Linked DNA regions of Macaca mulatta: region 2 is linked to region 1. The links are chromatin contacts, called in public Hi-C maps. All regions are on one chromosome and are shown on one strand. Each heading gives the region's core, a stretch centred on a gene start, on an enhancer-like site or on the middle of the called end of the contact. The rest is flanking DNA. Distances are from core to core; before and after follow the strand shown. Region 1 holds the start of BRD3 (bromodomain containing 3). Region 2 holds the start of BRD3OS (BRD3 opposite strand).

Region 1 (6,723 bases), core at 2,856-5,355:
TAAGCAAGCCCTCAAGCACCTCAGATGGCAGGAGTCCAGGAACCGGAGCAGGGAGGCCCGGGCACAGGGGCCCATGATTTCACAGAAAGGAGAGGACAGAAAGCCCTATGCTCCACCACCAGCTGGGCACCTCTACAAGGTGGCAGTACCAACAAAAACACAGGAGCAAGGCCATTCTTGGCAAATGCTGACCCAAATGTACCTGGCGCCCCATCATGCTTTGCCACCTGTACATCTCTTCTGCTCCAACAAGGGGGTGGAGCCACAGGGGTCAGGAAGGCCCCAGGCAGACCAACAAGTTCCAAAACCTTCTTATGGCAAGAAGCCTTGCATTCTGCCTTGATTCATCCAGTTACCTTTTAGCTTCAACCAGATACTGGCTTCGTGATATAAGGGACCTGCCAGCCAGGCGCGGTAGCGCATGCCTGTAATCCCAGCACTTTGGGAGGCCGAGGCAGGTGGATCACGAGGTAAGGAGCTTGAGACCAGCCTGACCAATGTAGTGAAACCCCGTCTCTACTAAAAATACAAAAAAAATAGCGGTGCATGGTGGCAGACGCCTGTAATTCCAGCTACTTGGGAGGCTGAAGCAGGAGAACCACTAGAACCCGAGAGGTGGGGGTTGCAGTGAACTGAGATCGTGCCACTGCACTCCAGCCTGGGTGACAACACGAGACTCCATCTCAAGGCGGAAAAAAAAAAAAAAAGGCACCTGCCTGGGACAGGAACCCCGTCAGGTCAGTTATACCTTGATGATTGGGTCAAGGAAGCAAGAGGAGGATCCTCTGACCAACTGCTTCAACTGCTTTGAAAACCAAGACACCTGCAGCATGACTTCAGGCACACCCCCACCTCCCAGGCAGCAATGCCGGGAAAGGTAGGCTCCGGCTCCCCACACCCCGCCCCAGTACCCTGTGTATCCACCGTAAAACATGGCTCTTCCCATGGAGAACTGGGCCGACGAGCGGCTGGACAGACACAGCACAGCTGTTGGTTTTGTGCCAATCACCCTACTTGGGAAACCCGGAGCCACCATGCCTCAGAGAAAGTGGTGGCACTTCCTGGTGGCATCAGGAATGGGACGAGGCCATCACCGCCCACCTGGTGCACAGGGTTCCTGCTGCTGGCACCTCCAGAGCCTGGAGGAAGAGGGCAGAGGAAGGGACCGCAGGCTGCAGCAGGCCTGGCTGCTCCGCTTTGCACACCCCCACTTTCACTTTCTGGGTATGACTACTTCAGAGTGGAGGGCACGGAGTGTTTGCAAGTCCCGTCCTTCATTCAAAGCTCACTCACTTCCGACGCAGGCGCGAGTTGTCAAAGGAAAGTAATTACTCTGCTTTCTAAAAACAAAACAAAAATAAAAACGCAGTGACTGCCCACCCGGAGAAAGCTTTTGAAATCCCTCCTCCCCGGATGTCCCAGCGGCAGGGCTCAGGCTGGAGCTGCTCCCACAGTCTTTCCAGGCACCCGGTGCCCTGCTGAGGCACCCGGCCTCCGAGGCTACCGGTAAGGTCAGAAAGAAACGCCCCGGCTCGCTGTCCCATCACAGCGAGTGCCTTATCTTTCTTGATCAGTAACGACCAGCACACATCAAGGCCTCAACAGAGAAAACGGCAAACACAGACCTTTATTTGCAAATGAGAGGCTGCATCAGGGCTGCCAGGGAAGGACCCGGGAGGGAGGTGTCCCTAACCCATAAGGCCAGCCCCTTGCAGGGATTTAGACCTTCCTTAGACCCCGTTGGAAGCCAGTAACAAACTACTTTCCGCAGAAAAATGCCACACAACTTTGCACAGATTTCAGAATCTCCCCGGGTCCACTGCATGGACCCAGGAAGAAACCCTCCATTTTAAAGTAAAGAGTAGGCCGGGCACGGTGGCTCAAGCCTGTAATCCCAGCACTTTGGGAGGCCGAGATGGGCGGATCACGAGGTCAGGAGATCGAGACCATGCTGGCTAACACGGTGAAACCCCGTCTCTACTAAAAAATACAAAAAATTAGCCGGGCGAGGTGGCGGGCGCCTGTAGTCCCAGCTACTTGGGAGGCTGAGGCAGGAGAATGGCGTGAACCCGGGAGGCGGAGCTTGCAGTGAGCTGAGATCCGGCCACTGCACTCCAGCCTGGGTGACAGAGCGAGACTCCATCTCAAAAAAAAAAAAAAAAAAAAAAAAGTAAAGTAAAGAGTAAGGGGAAAAGGCTACAAAAGAGCAGGGAAAGAGAAAATTCTTTTCCTCTTCTGTTTCTTCTCACAGGGGAGGGCGGGGGAGGACGGAACACACGAAGCTGTCTCTTGCAGTTCCAGTCCAATTACTCTGCCCACCAATGCACTACAGTCTCCCCTCCTGGTTAACTTTTGTAGACAATGGCCAAGTTTAATCTGAGGAGGAGAAACCCCAGCTATATATTTCTGAGCAGAAAGCTTTCAACCAAAATTAAGGATCGCAACCACTCAAGGACTGGGTCCAATGGAGGAACTCACACGATGGACGCCAGGTCCCTGCCCCCGGTGGGTCTCGGCGGGCCGAGTTCTGGGACGCCCGCCTTCGAGGGAAAGGAGGCCGCGCGAAGCCCCCATCCCGGCCCTGCCCCCATACGAGCAACCGGTGGAATGAGACTTCCCGCACGCCCCAGCTTTATTCACAGGGAGCCCACCAGGGCCATGTGGGTGTACAAGGTTCGGGGTGCGCATTTCTCCCCGGATGGGCTTGTATCACGTTGTCACTCCGGCGGCCCCCAAAAGTGGGAAGGAGGGGAAGCACCCCCGACCCTCCCGCTCCAACTCGCCCTCGCCCGGATTAAGCTATTTTCAGGCTGATTTCAAAACGGGAACTGGGTCTCCCCCTGGTTTGGGTGCAATAATCCGACAACTCAGGGGGGCTCAAAGTCAGCTCTGGGCCCGTAACTCTGGGAGGAGGCCGCGCAGAGCCCAGGCCCGAGCCCAGCCTTGCCCCCCGCCCCGGCAGCGGCGCGCGGCGACGGTCCCCAGGCGCGGGCCCCAGCAACGGCTCTGGAGAGAGGCCGGCGGGACAGGCGCGGGGAAAGTGGCGCCGCGGAGCGCACGGCCGCAGGCCGGGGCCGCCGCGCGCACCTTCCCCCTCCGCGTCCTCCCTGGGTTCCCCCCTTCGAAAGATGGCGGGCGGAGGAAAGGGGGAAAAAAATCCCTTCCGTGAGGGAGGGCGCGCGGAGGCCGGGCTGGCGCGGGGCGCGCGGGCCGCGCCAACTCCGGGCTGCGCGCCCCGGCCGCAGCGACGCCCCCGAGTCCGGGACGGAGGCGGCCAGGCGGGAGCGGGCGGAGGGGAGCGGAGTCCGCGCCGCCGCCGCCGCCGCTACCGCCGCCGCGACCCCGGGCGGCCGCCGCGCTTTGTTGCATCGTGGCCGCGCACAAAGGCGGCGGCAGCGGCGGCCCCGGGCTCCCGGTTCCCCCGGACGCGCCGGCGGCCTGCGCGGGGCGCTCGGGCCGCGCTCCCCGGCCCGGCCCGACCCGCCGCCGCCCGCGCCGCCCGCCGCCCCGCGCGCGCAAGGAAGCAAGAGAAAGGCGTACTTGGCCTCGCGGCTCCAGCGGCCGTCCCCTCCCGGCCCGCGCGGCCGGCTCCTCTTTGGCTCGCCGGCCCCGGCAGCATAATAGACGCGCCGGAGCCGAGCAGGGCTCATGCGCTACGCCGCGGCGCCTGGCGGGAGTCGTAGTCCGCGGCCGGGCCCGCGTCGGGGCCGCCCAGGGGAGGCCGCAGAGCGCGGACTACATGTCCCGGCCCCGCCGGCGCCGCGCCCCGCCCCGCGCGCCCCCGCCCGCCCCGCCGACCCGGCCGAGAGCGGGCCTGGCCCGGGGGGCGCGCGGGGGCGGGGCCCGAGCCCGCCCGGCAGGGCAGCAACGGTGGGACCCCGTGGGCCGTTCCCCGCCCGGGCCCGCGCGGCTCTCCCCACCCCGTGTCGGGGACGGCGCCTGGCGGCGGATTTTCCGGTACCCCAGGACGGCGTGGAAGAAGCGGGAATGCAGCCAGCACCGCGGCCCCCGCCAGGGCACCCCGGGGCCCACGGGAGTCACCCTCGAACCCCGGCCGCGCACGGGCGGGGCGGCGCGCACCTGCCGGGAGCCCGTGTTTGTAAACAAACCGCGCGCCTAATTAGCCTGTCGGGAGCGCGCGCGCGGGGCGGGGGCGGGGGGCGGGGCGTCGGCGCGCGCCGGCAGGTCGGCCCCGCCCGGGGAGGAGCCGCGCTCAGCCGCGCCCTCCGTGTCCCCATCTCCCCAACCCCTGACTTGCTGGGCCGCGGGCGCCCAAGTTCGCTGTGGCTGGAGAGGGCGCCAAGTCCCCAGAGCTGGCGAAGAGTTAGGGGTGTCCCCAGCTCTGCCTGGGGACATTCTCGCCCCAAGCCCCAGTTTCCCCATCTGCCCAGTGAGGGGCAGCAACTAGATACCAGGTTCCCAGGCTGAGATTCTGGGAGAGGGCCACCCCGGCCCTTTTTCTGTATCTTGAAAGGTTCAGCCCGTGGACGCGTTTTGTATCTTGTTTTGGGTGATGACCACTTGCGTTTACACATAAATCAATTTCGTTTGTTTGTTTGAGAAGTAGTTTCGCTCTCGTCACCCAGGCTGGAGTGCTGTAGTGCAGTGGCTCGATCTCGGCTCACTGCAACGTCCACTTCCCGGGTCCAAGCGATTCTCTTGGCTCAGCCTCCCGAGTAGCTGAGATTACAGGCACCCGCCACCACGCCCGGCTAATTTTTATATTTTTTAAGTAGAAACGGGGTTTCACCATGTTGGCCAGGCTGGTCTCAAACTCCTGACCTCAGATGATCCACCCACCTCGCCCTCCCAAAGTGCTGGGATTACAAGCGTGAGCCACTGCACCAGGCCACATAAATCAATTTTAATCCAGCTGTAACTTAAGGTGGTTACACGTTGTGTATATTGACCCCAATAAAAAAGTCAAAAACAAAACAAGATTCCTCGGTGCCTGCTGAACCTGCCAACTGCAAGGTCGAGTTTCTTTGTGTGGGCTGGACCCACCCCAAGCTCCTGGGGTCCCCAGGTGTATTCCAAGTTGAGCAGCAGCTCCACTGCCTGGAATGCACACATCTATGCAATATTCACAAAGTGAGTGCCAGCATAGAGACAATTCAACCCCATGCACACCCAGAAGGCAGGTGTTCTGTTCCAGGCTGACAGGCTCAGTGAGGCAAAGGGTCCTGCCCAAGGTCATGAAGCCAATTTGCAGGAAGGCTGAGACCCCAAAGCCCTGGGGTCTTAGGATGAGTTTGCAGGAGAAGCCAGCACCTTTCCTAGCCCTGCCCCTCTGTTTCTGCTGGGAGCCCAGGACCTTCTTACACCCCAGGACTCTAGGACAAGGTTCCAGCCGTGACTTTCTAGTTGGCAAAATGGACAAAGTGCAGTCCTCAAGCACAGGAAGGTTGGCGAGGGGGAATGTGGGAGGTGAGGATCTGCAGGCAGGTCCCTTAGAACTACCATCTTGGGCCGGGCGCGGTGGCTCAAGCCTGTAATCCCAGAACTTTGGGAGGCCAAGACGGGTGGATCACGAGGTCAGGAGATCGAGACCATCCTGGCTAACATGGTGAAACCCCGTCTCTACTAAAAAATACAAAAAAAAAAAAAAACTAGCCGGGCGAGGTGGCGGGCGCCTGTAGTCCCAGCTACTCGGGAAGCTGAGGCAGGAGAATGGCATGAACCTGGGAGGCGGAGCTTGCAGTGAGCTGAGATCCGGCCACTGCGTTCCAGCCTGGGCAACAGAGCAAGACTCCGTCTCAAAAAAAAAAAAAAAAAAAGAACTACCATCCTGGTTGTGTCCCCAAAGCCCCAGTGTAGTTCCTCAAACTACAGGCTTCTGTGTTAGCCACCTTGGAGGCTGCAGCCCATTCCTGCTGTCTGCATCTCATCTCCTTGGGTATCTTGAGCACTCTGGCCACCAGGATGGCCACTCACCACCTACACAGACCCCACTGCACTCCTTCCGAGGCCAGAACAAAAAGCCTTTCCCCCTGGTCTTGACCTCAAGGAGCCCAGGTGCATGCGCACAGCAGGCTGCCCTGACCAGCCAGCATGTCTGAGGCTGCTGACCAAATGCCCCCAACCCTGATGGGCCTCCCACTGCCCTAAGATGACCCCCAGGAGTATGGCAGGAACCCAGGCCCTCCCTGGGCACTGGCTCAGATGGAAGAATCAAGGTCCCCCTTCTTTCCCTTCCCACTGCCCACCCACTCATGAGTGGCCTGGATGGTTCCATGGAGCCAGTGTTCCTGAGGCTGGAGAAGTCTCTAGGAAGCAGAATCTGTAAGGGAACAGGACAGAAACTCTCATGTGAGCATCTCAGCCCCTGTGCTACTATCTCTGAGGACTAGTTTAGGGGCCACAGTGGCAAACAGCTGAAAGTCAGCAAGGCTGCCATTGAGAAGGGATTTGGGGTGGCTCTGTGGTCCCCTCCAGCCCCCAACCAGCCCATCATCCTCTCCCTTCCTAGCCTCAGGCTCTTGGAGTTTCACCCTCTGGTACTGCTGAGTTTCCCAAGTGAAGCCACTTAATCTCCCCGACCCAGGTTTCCTCCCCTGTCACAGGAGGATAAAAATAGAACCTGATCTCGCAGCTCTGGGAAGGGAGCGGGGTGTGTGCAAAGGCTGGGACTGTGATCGGGAGCAGGCCGCTGCCTTTGCCTCCTTGGCCATCACTCACCTCTCTACCTTGACGTTTTACTTCCTGAGCCTCCTTGTGGACCCT
Region 2 (6,723 bases), core at 1,525-4,024, 43 kb before region 1:
TTCAGACTCTGGAGATATCAGGCAGAAAGAGGGGGTAATCTTCGTTTTTTACTTAATTGTTGTAGCTATAAAATAGCTCAAAAGGAAAAACGGTTTTTTGACTCGGGAAAACAAAATATAAGTAATGTTTCAAACAGAAATATGAGTTCTATATAGTTTTGACAACAATAGGAAAAGGAAGCTTACAGGTAACTATTCAAATTATTTAGTTCAAGGCATAGAACAAATCATATTAACTCAGAGGCAAATTTTTTGTTTATTTTTTGAGATGGGGTCTCACTCTGTCACCCAAGCTGGAGTGCAATAGCACAATCTCAGCTCACTGCAGCCTCCGTCGCCTGGGTTCAAGAGATTCTCCTGCCTCAGTAGTAGCTGGGATTATGGACGCTTGCTGGGATTATGAGCGCTTGCCACCAAACTGGAGTACTTTTTATATTTTTGGTAGAGACAGGGTTTCATCACGTTGGCCAGGCTGGTCTCGAACTCCTGACCTCAAGTGATCTGCCCGCCTAGGCCTCCCAAAGTGCTGGGATTACAGGTGTGAAAAACCACACCCCGCCAGATAGAGGCAAAAGTGTTCAATGGGTCTTTGTATACAGGCTTGTTCTTGTGTCTCTTGAAAGCAGTTTATCTTCAGTTGCTGTCTTTTCCCAGGTCGAAAGACTGAGAAATCACGTAAGATTTAAACGCTTTCAAATTTGTTGAAACTTATTTATGGTCCAGCACGCGATCAGTTTTGCTAAACGACCTGTGTAGGTACTTGTAAAGAAAGTGCGAGGCAGACGGATCACAAGGTCGGGAGTTCGAGACTAGCCTGGCCAATATGGTGAAACCCTGTCTCTACTAAAAATACAAAAGTTAGCTGGGCATGGTGGCGGGCACCTGTAGTCTGAGGCAGGAGAATCGCTTGAACCTGGGGGGCGGAGGTTGCAGTGAGCTGAGATCGCACTACTGCACTCCAGCCTGGGTGACAGAGCAAGATTCCCTCTTAAAAAAAAAAAAAAAAAAAAAAAAAAAGAATGTGCGTTCCACAACTGTGGGCTTAGTGCTCACGCTAAGCATCCTCCTTGGATGTCTGCTATGCTCATTTTCTTTCTTTTCTTTTTTTTAGTGATGGGGTCTTGGTCTTTGGTCTCAGTTGGAGCGCAGTGGCATGATTATGGCTCACAGCAGCCTCGAACTCCTGGCTCAAGGGATCCTCCTGCCTCAGCCTCCCAAGTAGGTGGGACTCAGAGGTAAGCCACCACACCAGGCTCCATTATGCTAGTTTTGTTCATTGGCATTGGAGAAAACCATAAAATTAGGGGAAAGGGGTAGATACTAAGAGTGTTATTGGAGTATGATTGGAGGTGGAGTGAAAAAGGAAGTAGATCTCGCGTTCATGGGGCTGCTGAGGAGCCCAAATGAGCACTATAGAGGCCTGGCTTGGTTGGGTGAGATGGAGAAATTCAAGACCTTTTTTTTTTTTTTTTTTTTTTTTTTGAGACGGAGTCTCGCTCTGTCACCCGGGCTGGAGTGCAGTGGCCGGATCTCAGCTCACTACAAGCTCCGCCTCCCGGGTTTACGCCATTCTCCTGCCTCAGCCTCCCGAGTAGCTGGGACTACAGGCGCCCGCCAACTCACCCGGCTAGTTTTTTGTATTTTTTAGTAGAGACGGGGTTTCACTGTGTTAGCCAGGATGGTCTCGATCTCCTGACCTCGTGATCCACCCGTCTTGGCCTCCCAAAGTGAAGACCTATTTTTGAGACAGTATACCCAGACATTTAATTAATTAAAAATAATCGTATCCATTATTGGGAGTAAGAATGCTAATAGAAACAGTAACAGCAGTGGCAAAAGTAACTACACAAGCAGAATTGGAAAACCACCAAGATGGTAAGGCCATACAGTACAGCAGTGTCTTACTAACACGGTTGTGGGCGTCCCCACTCCTCCTCTTCCTCCTCCTCCAGCTCCTCTTCCACGTCTTCCTCCAGCTCCTGCTCCTCTTTCTCTTCCAGTACCTCCTCAGCCCCTTCTCCTCTTCCAAACCCTCCTCCCTCCTCCGCTCCCAGCCCCTCCTCCTCCTCCAGCCCCTCCTCCTCCTCGCGCAGACCCTCCTCCTCCAGCCCCTCCTCCTCCAACCCCTCCTCCTCCTCGCGCAGACCCTCCTCCTCCAGCCCCTCCTCCTCCAAACCTCCTCCTCCTCGCGCAGACCCTCACCATCCAGCCCCTCCTCCTCCAACCCCTCCTCAAGCTCCTCCACCTCCAGACCCTCCTCCTCCAGCCCCTCCTCCTCCAGCCCCTTCTCCTCCAGCTCTTCCTCCAACCCCTCCTCCTCCAGCCCCTCCTCCTCCAGCCCTTCCTCCTCCAGCCCCTCCTTCTTCAGCCCCTTCTCCTCTAGCCCCTCCTCCAGCCCCTCCTCCTCCAGCCCCTTCTCCTCCAGCTCTTCCTCCAACCCCTCCTCCTCCAGCCCCTCCTCCTCCAGCTCTTCCTCCAACCCCTCCTCCTCCAGCCCCTCCTCCTCCAGCCCTTCCTCCTCCAGCCCCTCCTTGTTCAGCCCCTTCTCCTCTAGCCCCTCCTCCAGCCCCTCCTCCTCCAGCCCCTTCTCCTCCAGCTCTTCCTCCAACCCCTCCTCCTCCAGCCCCTCCTCCTCCAGCCCTTCCTCCTCCAGCCCCTCCTTCTTCAGCCCCTTCTCCTCTAGCCCCTCCTCCAGCCCCTCCTCCTCCAGCCCCTCCTCCTCCAGCCCCTTCTCCTTGTCCAGACCCTCGCCATCCAGCCCCTCCTCCTCCAGCCCCACCTCCTCCTCTTCCAGTTCCTACTCCGGGCGGGCCCGGCCCGGCCTCCCGGAGCGATCGATGGCTCGGGCTCGTCGCACCCGCCTGCCCAGCCTCTGCGCTCGGCTCGCCAGGCCTGCGGCGCTACCATGGAGACACGGCCCCGCGGCCCCAGGCCCCGCCCTGGGAGCCCTGCAGCGCCTCGCCCCGCTGCCCGCGTCTCCGAGGCCCACGACGCGCGGTGACTGGGGTGGGCGACGTGGGGGACCCGGGGATGCGGGCGGACGATAGGGGACTGGAGGATGGGGCGACCCAGAGCGCGTGGGGTCTGGGGCACGGGGATGGGGGCCGCGGGCCATGCGACTGGGGCCCCAGGGTGCGCGCAGGCGGGGGGGACGCGCAATGGGGGCTCGGGACGCTGAGGCTGACCCAGCGCGGGTATCCCAGGACGGGAGGTCCCTGACGCTGCGCAGCTGGGAGGGCGTTCGGGAGTGGGTTGCGATGCTTCCCTGTTCGTTTTCTCCTGACATCGTTTTTGTTTGGGTCCAGGGGCCTCCCGGGAGCTGGATGCTCGGAGCAGAAAGGCGGCCCTGGGGGCCCCTTCCGGTCCCGGGGCTGACGCCTGGCGGCGTCGCCGAGAACCCGCGCCCTTTCAAGCGCCGCTGGCTCCTGTTTCACAGATGGAGACCCTGAAGCCCCAACAAGCAGCCTCCCCAGCACCGCCCAGTGACTGAAAAAGCTGGCACTGGGCGCCCGTCTCACTCCCCACCCAGCTCCCAGGCTGCCCCACCGGACGTAAGTAGCTCGATCTAGGCCGCTGACCCCCAGACAGTTGATGCTGCGCTGTAGACTGCCGCCGCTGCCGGGGCGCTTGACTTCCCCTCGCCTGACTGCATGTTCGTTCCTTTGCAGCAGCATCTTTGGGGAGAGACGAGACCTGAACAGACGCTGGGGCCGGATCCCCAGGGTGGGTCAGAACAGCCGCTGCCCTGAAAGCCGGCTCGGACAGATGCGTGCAGGGCGTGCCACCGGAGCTCCTTGCAGCTTGCGTCTGGGGCCACCATGTCCCTTCCTCAGGGCGCTGGATCCATCTCTTCAAACTCAGTGGTCCAGGCCATGGTGGCAGAATCACCCCCCAGGGTGTGACGCCACGTCCTTATCAATTCCACACAGCTGCACCCGGAAGAGCTGTGGCTGGGCGCCGCTCTGACCTGTGTGCGGTCCCCTGAATGGGTCTCAGGTGTCTTCAGAATGGCGAGGCCGCCTCATTTCCTCGCCACACAACCCTCCTGAGGACGCTGCCTGCAAATGGGCTGAATTCCTAATTTCTACCATTCAGTTAAACGAGGGATCCTTAAACCCCAAAGCTGGGAAAGCTGTCCGTTAATTTAGTGCGAAGCCTGTGGCAGCTGTCCACTCGTGGGCCATCTCAGAACAGCAGGATTCCCAGGAGTCCAGCAGGACAGGGGAGGGGATGAGTGGCCGCGTCCCCCTGGCAGAGAAGGCCTTGTCTGAAGGCTACGCCCGCCTCCGGTACAGGGACACCTCCTTGCTCATCTGGCAGCAGCAACAGCAGAAGTTGGAGTCTGTGCCTCCCGGGACATACCTGAGCAGGAGCCGAAGCATGTGGTACTCACAGTATGGAAATGAGGCCATCTTGGTCCGAGACAAAAACAAGCTCGAGGTCTCCAGGGACACAGGGCAGTCCAAGTTTTGCGCAATCATGTAATTCCCATGTGAGCACCTGAGCCCAGGACCACTCTTCAAGGAAAACAGACATGGGTTTCATTCAGTTGTCTTGATTTCTAATCCTTGCTGGAAGATTTTGAATAATGAATGTGAAGATCAAACCGTGGCGTAAGAACCCAAGCAGCAAAGAATCTGCCCCCGAGTCCCTTAGCACAGCCGCGGTGTGACTGGTGCACAGGACACTTCCCCTCTAGAGTCCCCTCAGTTACTAGTCAGCTGTTTCGACATTCAAATTCTCCAGGTGCTGCTAGGGACGGCATAGGCCTGGGCACTGCTAGATGCTTGGTTTAACCAAGCCAAGAGTAACCCTCCCATCCCTGTTATAAACCACCTTTTCAAGTTTGTATAGGTTTTAGTTTTTTGTTTTTAGCATAAATGGCGGAGTAGCAGCAGCATCTCACTGGGAGCTTTGTCGCACTTACATTTTGTTGCTTGCTTTTTGAGACAGGGTCTCACTCTGTTGCCCAGGCTGGACTGCAGTGGTACGATCACAGCTCACTGTAGGTTCGATCTCATGGGCTCAGGTGATCTTCCCAAACTCAGCTTCCCAGGTAGCTGTGGCTCCAGGCGAACTACTGTGTATAGAGACAGGGTTTCCCTATGTTGCCCAGGCTGGTCTTACACTCCTGGGCTCAAGCCTCCCATGGTGCTGGGATTACAGGCGTGGGCCACCGCACCAAGCCCGCATTTATATTTTGAGTTACCAAAATGATCGTCCTGTGTGAAGCATCATGGTAGCTTCCAAGCATTTGCGGCCCACCGGCCAGTGCCTCCAAAACACATTCAGGAAACCTGAGAGTTGTAAGTTGCACATGTGTGGCGTACAGTGATTTCCATGTAGTAACAGGGCTGAGCAAGGCAGGCTCTCCGTCAGACTTAAAGCATTCAGCCTCTGCCCCCAGGCCGCCACTGACGTGTTCACTGTCGCTGCCACAGCTGGCCACCTGTGTGTTCAGTCTCCATGAAGGATTCACCCTCTGCTCTGACATCTCCTTGGCTACACAAATGTGCAGGTGTCTCTTGTCAAAGCTAATTTTTCTTTTCTAAATAAACATCCTTTAATACACTGCTCCCCTTCCTCACGTTATTTTTATCCTTGTTCGTAATATGCTACTTGGCTTCCCATTTTTTATAGCAGTAATATCTAATTGATTGCTAAAAACTGCAATACAGAAAGGCATAAAGCAAAGCAAAAGTGCTCTCCCTGGGGAGAAGCTGGCTGGCAGCTGGGGGCGTGTCCCGTAGCTCCTCAGTGTGCGTACACGGTCACGTGATTCTGACGGCGTCCTCCTGTACCATGCCTCTTGTGTCTGCCATTTTCTTTCTTGCCCAACTGTACAGACTGGGCATTCACTTCATGCTTTTTTGTTTGTTTTTTTGAGACAGAGTCACTGTGTTGCCCAGGCTGGAGTGCAATGGTGCAATCTCAGCTCACTGCAACCTCTGCCTCCTGGGTTCAGGTGATTCTCCTGCCTCAGCCTCCTGAGTAGCTGGACTTACAGGTGCCTGCCACCACGCCCAGCTAATTTTTGTATTTTTAGTAGAGACAGGGTTTCACCATGTTGGCCAGGCTGGTTTCAACCTCCCAATCTCAGGTGATATGCCTGCCTCGGCCTCCCAAAGTACTGGGATTACAGGTGTGAGCCACCGCACCCGGCCCACTTCATGCTTTTAACCTCTGACTCGCAGCTCTCCCGTGAGTCCACAGATGGGCAGTGACAGCGTCGAAGTTGTCATCTGTGCAAACAGCATGTTCTGAATGTGCCTGTACTCGGTTCGTGCTTCTCTTTGCAGCTGTGCAAGTTCATTCGCAAACATCCTAGAAGTGGAACTGCTGGGTCAAAGTGCATTCCCCAAACGTCCTGCCAGAGGCCTGGTCGGCAGCAGCCTCCTGCACTGCCTGGGTCCTTTCTGAGAGATTCCTGGCTTGTTTGCAGCCTGCGGCTGGGAGGTTTGAAGTCAGACTTCCAGGATTGCAGAATGGAGCTGCAGAGTGAGTAAGCATGGGGCTGGAGGACCTGCCCCGCTAGCTGACACACCCACAGCAAGGCGGGCCTGCCAAGGAAGCACTACACATCCACTAGGTAGGGTTTGTCTACATCTTTTTAGTTCTTCAGTTTAAGTCCTGCCTGGGAAGAAAGCAAACTCCAGAGGCAAATCTGGAATGCCTGTGGGCCACCTTCTCACCGCACCACAGACTCCCCCGAGGATGGGTTGT

What was found. Hi-C and Micro-C count contacts between places; a contact is called where the count stands out from the background.
Region 2: a contact with region 1 is called in a Hi-C map of CD4 T cells, with 2.8 times the contacts expected there. The contact joins the promoter of BRD3OS here to the promoter of BRD3 in region 1. A contact is called at or near these places in 4 of 14 Hi-C or Micro-C datasets (CD4 T cells, cortical neurons, fetal cortex germinal zone and 1 more).

The regions. Positions count from the first base shown.
Region 1 is chr15:8,447,933-8,454,655 of T2T-MMU8v2.0, reverse strand. BRD3 (bromodomain containing 3) reads right to left here and starts at 4,105. Exons shown (of 12, transcript NM_001194118.2): 1 at 4,081-4,105.
Region 2 is chr15:8,489,971-8,496,693 of T2T-MMU8v2.0, reverse strand. BRD3OS (BRD3 opposite strand) reads left to right here and starts at 2,774. Exons shown (of 4, transcript XM_077967209.1): 1 at 2,774-2,997; 2 at 3,306-3,551; 3 at 3,669-4,746; 4 at 6,300-6,723. The coding sequence starts at 2,838. The coding sequence ends at 3,490. It overlaps LOC114672698 (a long non-coding RNA gene), which reads right to left and starts at 2,057. Exons shown (of 3, transcript XR_013405315.1): 1 at 1,910-2,057.